Regions from separate parts of the Rattus norvegicus genome. Here region 1 is linked to region 2. The links are chromatin contacts, called in public Hi-C maps. All regions are on one chromosome and are shown on one strand. The core of a region is the stretch at or near the end of the contact, and the rest is flanking DNA. Distances in the headings are between cores, read along the strand shown. Region 1 has its middle 49 kb from the start of Macir. Region 2 overlaps Pdzph1 (PDZ and pleckstrin homology domains 1).

What was found. A called contact is a pair of places that touch in the nucleus more often than the background predicts.
Region 1: a contact with region 2 is called in a Hi-C map of liver, with 8 times the contacts expected there. The contact joins two enhancer-like sites. A contact is called at or near these places in 2 of 12 Hi-C or Micro-C datasets (liver and psoas muscle).

Annotation. Positions count from the first base shown.
Region 1 is chr9:105,915,188-105,918,718 of GRCr8, forward strand. No RefSeq gene overlaps it. Among named protein-coding and RNA genes, the nearest start is that of Macir, 49 kb to the left of the region's middle. Within about 2 kb of position 1,339, at least 5 of the 93 cell types and tissues checked have an H3K27ac peak or open chromatin away from gene starts, as enhancers often do. A contact at or near this core is called in liver, where this site is marked.
Region 2 is chr9:106,086,793-106,090,330 of GRCr8, forward strand. All of the region lies in intron 9 of Pdzph1 (PDZ and pleckstrin homology domains 1), which reads right to left. Among named protein-coding and RNA genes, the nearest start is that of Pdzph1, 88 kb to the right of the region's middle. Within about 2 kb of position 1,984, at least 8 of the 93 cell types and tissues checked have an H3K27ac peak or open chromatin away from gene starts, as enhancers often do. A contact at or near this core is called in liver, where this site is marked.

The DNA of each region.
Region 1 (3,531 bases), core at 89-2,588, 170 kb before region 2:
ATGTGGGTACATGGAGGAGTGAGTGTGAAGTCTGCTGTCCGATATGCCCTAGGCACTCGGCCTAGTCTGCTGGTGTACAGGGACCACCACAGAAAAAGGTGTTTGCACTCCTCCTTGAAGTTGCCTGGATCTTGTATGGGAGACAAGCATGGAGAGCCAGCAGGACACTGAACACAGATTACCGAGGACGTCAGGTGCAGTTTTGAGTATGTTCTTCTGGAAAAGGCAGGGACATAGAGGACAGAGAAGGAAGGGAGAGATTATGAAAGGCTTCCTGGAGGAATAGTTACAGAACGGATCCTTGAGAATAGATAGAATTCCAGGAGGGGAGCAGGCAGTAGGAATGGCACCAAGTGTTCCCTCTGGCCCCTTTCTGGCCAGCACTCCCACCTGTTTAATTGTCACTCGCTGTTACAGCTTCTGGGGGGGGGGGGGAGAGGCAGCTTTACTCTTACCACCTGACCTGGTTCCGCAACAGCGAAGACTCGGAAGGAGGGCCTTCTTTAGTGTGCTCCCCTCTGCCCGCTCAGGGCGGTGCTCCCCTCAAGCTGACTACTACTGCAGCCTTATGGCTTATATAGAAAGGGGAGGGTTCATTATACAGGAGCAGGACGCAACCCTGTACTTGTGGCCTTTGACTAATGGTCTGAGTTCAAGACCGGAGAATCAGTTTGTCTTGCAGATGAGATCCTTGTTGGGGGAGTGAAGAGGTCTCACTGTATGCCGCTGCTGTGGCACAGGGTGACTCCGCCATCCTCTTCTGTCTCTGTACTTTCTAAAGCTTTTAAAGAAACAGCTTGAAAAGATGCTTCTTGAAAAGTGGGAGGAGGAGTGGGAGCAAACTTTTCTCTCCGGAGCCACCGACGACAAGTCTCCATCTAACGTCTTTTGTAGAGCAGTAGGATTTCCCACTAAGAGAGAGTCTGCCATTCTTCAATAATAGATCGAAAGCTCACAGCGACCTTCAAGCGCTCACTAAAGAACTAGTATGTTAAAAGCTTAAAGTAGCTTTCCATCCTAAATATAAATTTTATATCATGGAGCGCAGGCCAGGCCTGCTACCCACATGAAATATTTTTGATCCGTTTGCTATTTCCAGTCTTGGTTTACAAGTAAGCAATTTCAAGAGACATACTAATTAGGGACGGGAGGCAGCCTTGATTAGAGAAGCTTTTGGCAGGCTGCTGTAGGCCCTAGGAGGTAACCTGGAATAGCCTTTGGGTCCTAAGTCACAGCAGCTCAGGCTTGTGGCCCGCTAAGTGGGCTCTTTCCTCAGGTGTGCAGCCTCAGGGCCAGCCGGTCACAGCTCAGTGAGCGCAGCTTAGCTGTGCAGGTCTCTGCCTTGGTCCTAGGCCAGCACCTTCATTTACTCAGTGGCCTGTGAGCCCAGGGCTATGTTCAGTGACAGGGTAAGGAATTATTAACCAATCTACTGTGGGTTCCTGAATTTCCTGACTTTCTCAAGCTGTTACCCTTTTTAAAACTCTAGGATCAATAACCATTCCAAATCGGATGGTTTCTTGGGAGCACATCAAGAATTTCTGACTAAAAGACATGCTCACCAGCATTTCTTCCACTTGGTTTGCTGTATCTCTGTCAGCTCACAGCTCCACTAATTGTCCCATTTGTTTTGTATAGGTCCCAAAGCTGCAGCACCCCCTTGAGTGTCTCAGGAAATCCCAGTTTACCCTTATCCATCTTGGAGAAGGGACTAGAATAGAACCCTTTATTCTGCCATTTTAGAACCATCTCAGATCCATAAAATTCTTAACATGGGAGCCCATGTAAGAGACTTGAAGATTATTCAGAGCACCCAGATTCTGTAACTATTCATCACACGGCTACAAGAACGGATATATCAATATCAAGGGTTACGTTCAAGGTCAGGAGTCATGCCATATGAGAAAATACGCATTGCAGGATGTCATCCCGTCCCTTGACTTCCTGCAGCAAGACAAAAATAAACATTCGATGATACAAGTCACAGTGGACCTAGTGAGCAAGTTCTGAAGGGAGACTTACCTTGTGGTTAGAAGCCCTACACAAACAAACAGATGAACAAACAAAACCCCATGGGGTTGTAGAATGAAGCAGATGACGAGAGGATGGGAAGAGAATTGCAGGAAATGTGTGGTAGGGTACAATCACTGCTTCTGGGGTGTGTGTCCTGAATTGACCAGTGGTTGCAACAATAACATACCAGGCACCTACTAAGTGAGTTTCCCTAAGCTCCAAAAGACAGATACCGCACTGTTCTTTTCATTACAGGGGAAAGGATGTTCATCTCTGGGAGCCTGTCCCTAGTTGATTAGCTGTTGTGTATGCTGCCCCTGCTGTATGTACCATGTATATTCCTCAACATGTGAAGGAAGAGAAAAAAAAATCGAGACTTTGTGTCAGATTGAGAAGTCTGAACTCCACGAGGGAGATTGTGTCTGGAACGAGACAGGAGGGGATTGCATTTGGTTGTGTGTGGGAATGTGGGTACAAGTGTGCTCTGGTGTGTACGTGGAGGTCAGAGGACAACATTAAGAACTCGGTTTCCTCTTCAATATGGGTTCCAAGGAATCAAACCCAGGTTGTCAGGCTTGAGTGACAAGTACGCTTACCCTCAGAGACACCTGTGAGCGCTAACGGACGTATTTTAAGGACAGCTTTTGGTGCTTCAGTCGAATTTTCTGCACTGCCTTTGTTCTGAATGATGAGTAGTCTGGAAAAGTGGCATGCCTTAGCTGGAAAAGAGTTGTATTTCTGTGGCAAAAGAATGTGTAGAACTTCCTGAGAGACACAGCCAGAATACAGCAAATAGAGGCGAATGCCAGCAGCAAACCACTGAACTGAGAATAGGACCCCCGTTGAAGGAATCAGAGAAAGAACTGGAAGAGCTTGAAGGGGCTCGAGACCCCATATGTACAACAATGCCAAGCAACCAGAGCTTCCAGGGACTAAGTCACTACCCAAAACTATACATGGACTGACCCTGGACTCTGACCTCATAGGTAGCAATGAATATCCTAGTAAGAGCACCAGTGGAAGGGGAAGCCCTTGGTCCTGCTAAGACTGAACCCCCAGTGAACGTGATTGTTGGGGGGAGGGCGGTAATGGGAGGAGGATGAGGAAGGGAAGCCCATATAGAAGGGGAGGGGGAGGAGTTAGGGGGATTGTTGGCCCGGAAACCGGGAAAGGGAATAACACTCGAAATGTAAATAAGAAATACTCAAGTTAATAAAAAAAAAAAGCATGTGTAGAACTGAATTCTAGTATCAAACGATGGATATCACAATTAACAGGTGCCACCAAATGAATGCCATCCATAGGTCAAAGCTAAGTTACTCTCCGATGCTTATGAGCCCCTGAAGCATGGTAGTGTGCCTTGTCACCTTGATGTAGTGGAAACATTAGAACCGTCTCTAGCATGTTTCAAATCCTGCCTCACTCTGTTCAAGGTGCATGAGCCGGTGATCATGGGTGGGCCTCCCAAAGGTCATATGTGAAATGGGTGTACACTCGTATGCTCTGTGAATGTACACA
Region 2 (3,538 bases), core at 734-3,233:
AGGAAACAACTGTGCAGAAGATTAGAATGACGTAGAAGTTAAGATTGGTTTTAGCTATGAGGGCAGTGACATTCTAAAGGCGTTTCAAAGACATGCTCATACAATAGAAACACTCAAAGACAAGAAGTAATAGAATCAGCGGCAAGAGATACTTCAGTGGGTGATGGGCAAAGGCAAGGCTGCCTTCAGAAACTGGGAGCAGTGTCACAATGTTCTCCCACAACTGTGAACCCAGATGTTGGAAATCTGGGAACCTTGAGACCAGCCATGACTCCAACCATAACCTAGATCCTTGAAGGAACTATAGTCCCGATCTTTGCCCAGCCTGGGGATTTTAGACACACATTCTTAAATGTGTGAATCAAACGACGTACAATTGCAAAGCAAGCCAACTCCACTGACACACCATTATCCGCAGTACCCAGACATTAGAGGGAACGTGGAGATGATGGTATTTATTTCATTAACATTGTATTATTTGAACTGATTCCTTGTAGTAGTGAACGAACGATGTCAGAGGGTATCCAGTGCTGGGGATGATTTATGACTGGAAAGAGGTGCCGGAAAAAAACAAAACAAAACAAAACAAACAAACAAAAAAAAACCAGTTATCTGAACAGACACCAATTTAGCCTAAGCTTTGACACCAGTCTCCTTCCTGGGCTCTTAGTGCCACCATTGAAATTCAGCCACTTCGCTTTTGGATCATTTCTTCAATTATCTTATCTCTCCGACCTAATTAAAAGGTCCCTAGCTTACCCTACATCTAAGTGTCCAGAATCACCCCCGTAAGGCTAAAGGATTGCTTCATTTTATCCTTCTGGAATCAGAGCCAGGGCTCAAGTACAGTGGAGCTTTGAAGTCCGAATTAAGCTTTCTCAGACATGGCTCTGGTCTGTTCTCAGTCATAACGTAACCAACTGAACCCACTGACACCTTGTTGGACCAGCACAGACCTGCCCGCCTTCTCCTCACCCTGTTCTACTTAGAGTTCCCTTACCTCTTATTCCAATACCCTTGCAAATCCTACCATGTTGGAGGTCTAAGATCAATCTTCACCTACTGTAAGAGGACAGCCTTTTTACTAACCCTTACTTCTAAGGTAATGATCAGCTGCATCCTTCACAAGTAAAAGATTATCAATAAAAACGTTTAAAAAAAATAACGAACTGAAGGAGATTGAACACGGTGCTTCGGCCATCACCTAAGATCATGTTTCAGCAGACTAAAATTGTATATTCACATGTTTGTTTGTTTGTTTATAGATGTTTTTTACAGTGAGGTTTTTTTTTTTTTTAAGGTTACTTCTACATAGTTTTTAACTTGGGGTTCTCTTTTCAAAAACATCGCCTTCCTGTGACCTACGTGAGATTCTGGATTGAAGTTCTCACACCAACCAACTCCGGCTTCCCTGCTCCCCTAGCACCCGTTGTAGAACAACACCGCTTTAGAGCTGCTGATAGTATCAGATGTGACGGGCTCACTGTCCCCCGTGAGTTATTCAGAAGCAATTTCAACTCAGCAGAAATGAATTTCCCTTCCACGAAAAAGGCAAGTTTTGGCCATTTTTACTTTCTGCGATATCGAAGACCAAATAGACGGATACAGAATATTTATCAAGAAATCTCTCCTCTGAAGGCCAAAGTGACCTAAATTCATAACTCGTTGCGGGATTCAAATGCAACCTGATATCTGGATGAAAGAACTGGAGGAGAATTAATATTAAACTGACCTTGAGCTCCCTCTATTTCAAATTTGAAAAGAAAAAAGCTTCAAATTGCAGATGTCCCCTGTGTGATTTCAGAGCATATTTTTTTCCTATCGCTTGACCAGGCACTCCACCTCAAAGGTTTTTATTTTAAGATGTCTCACCCTTTGTAACTCACTCAGTACTGCAATTCTTCACAACCTTAGGCATTCATCCGACCAGCACACAAAATGGCAGAGTGCGCACAGAGATTTCAGAGCCTCAGCCTGGCTTGCCCTGTCGCTGTGTTTGGCCAAAACAAACTGGAGATGTCAGGCCGTGACATTGTGCAATATTTAGGACGGGGATGACTCAGTTGAAATGGAAACATTATCTTCGTCCTGAGGCGAAAGGGCAGATCTGCAAGTGGATACTCTTCATGTAAACAATGAGGATAAAGCTATCCCACAGGGAAAATAAAAAGGACAGTTACACCTCATGGGTAATTTATCTCAGGAGTCTGCCCTTGAGTGTTTTCCCTATGACTGCCCTGTGATAATAAAGGCATTTAGTTGACTGACTCTCCTTCTGTTGAAGTAGCAACTATGTAGTGCTTTAATAGTCTTTGAAAATGGTTTTCAGGCATCTGGATCAAGATTTCCAAAGGCACTGTCATCAGTTACAACTTACTAGAAAGTTCAGTACAAGAAAGAAGTCAGGAGTGGGTGGGGGAGCACCGTCTTAGAGGCAAAGGAAGGGGGGATTGGATGGGGGTTTGTGGAGGGAAGACTAGGAAGGGGGGACAACATTTGACATGTAAATAAATAAAATAGTCAATTAAAAAAATAAAGAAGTCAGATCCTCTCCCTTCCTGTTTTTGAGGATATAAGAAATAAGAAAAAAAATCATTAAGTTTGTCTGGTGACCATATACCAACCAGACAGCAGACAGCCTGACCTTTGCCCTTGATTATTGGAGTTGATAGATAGAAGGGTTAGCGAACACCCTAATACTTAATTAAAAAGGTAGGTCACCAACCCAAATTTACTTTAGCTTATTTTGCTCAGAGTCTGCCTTCTAAGACAAATGTGAACAGAGTCCGATGGTGTTCTTGAAATATCTTCTGCAACACGAGTGGGCAGGGCAGCCTTCCTACCCCCTGGCTCAGTACCACCAGGGCTTCTTCCTCACGGAGCCCCAAGGACAGGATGAGGTGAAGGCTCAAGACTTCAAGAATTAGAAACTGTACATCACTGTTCTCAAAATGCCACCATCCATATGGAAACATAATATTGTGGCCCCAAAGCCTGCCTGATGCCCCAACTTTGCTCAAGTGCAGAAAGAAATCATCTGCCTCTTTGCAGATTAGCAAGTCAACAATCACCAACATTACCAGTTCTTCTTCATAATGAGAAAGTCAAGGCTCTCTTAACACTAGTGTGTGTGTGTGTGTGTGTGTGTGTGTGTGTGTGTGTGTGTGTGTGTGAAAATTTTGTGAACTTATCTCTCTCCCCATTCTTCTGAAGAACTGGTATTACGAGGACGAATAGCTGTGTTTTCTTGGTTTTGTTTGGTTTTGTATTTTGAGAGGCAAAGGACTGGTAAAAATATCAGGATTCCATAGAGCTCCAGCTGTCTTTTCAGATGCCGATGCCTGGGATCTATGACGAGCTTCTGGGTGAGTCTAACTGTAGCTTTCCATTGATGCTTTTGAAAAAGTTGAGAGGAGATGGAACAGGTTGCTTTGAAGGCTCTCTCAGGCATCTGAGTGCCGCAGTTCTACAGTGTGTTCTTCTGGCCAGTTTTTTGTTTTGTTTTGTTACTGTTGTTGCCGCCTTTGTGTTTTGTTTT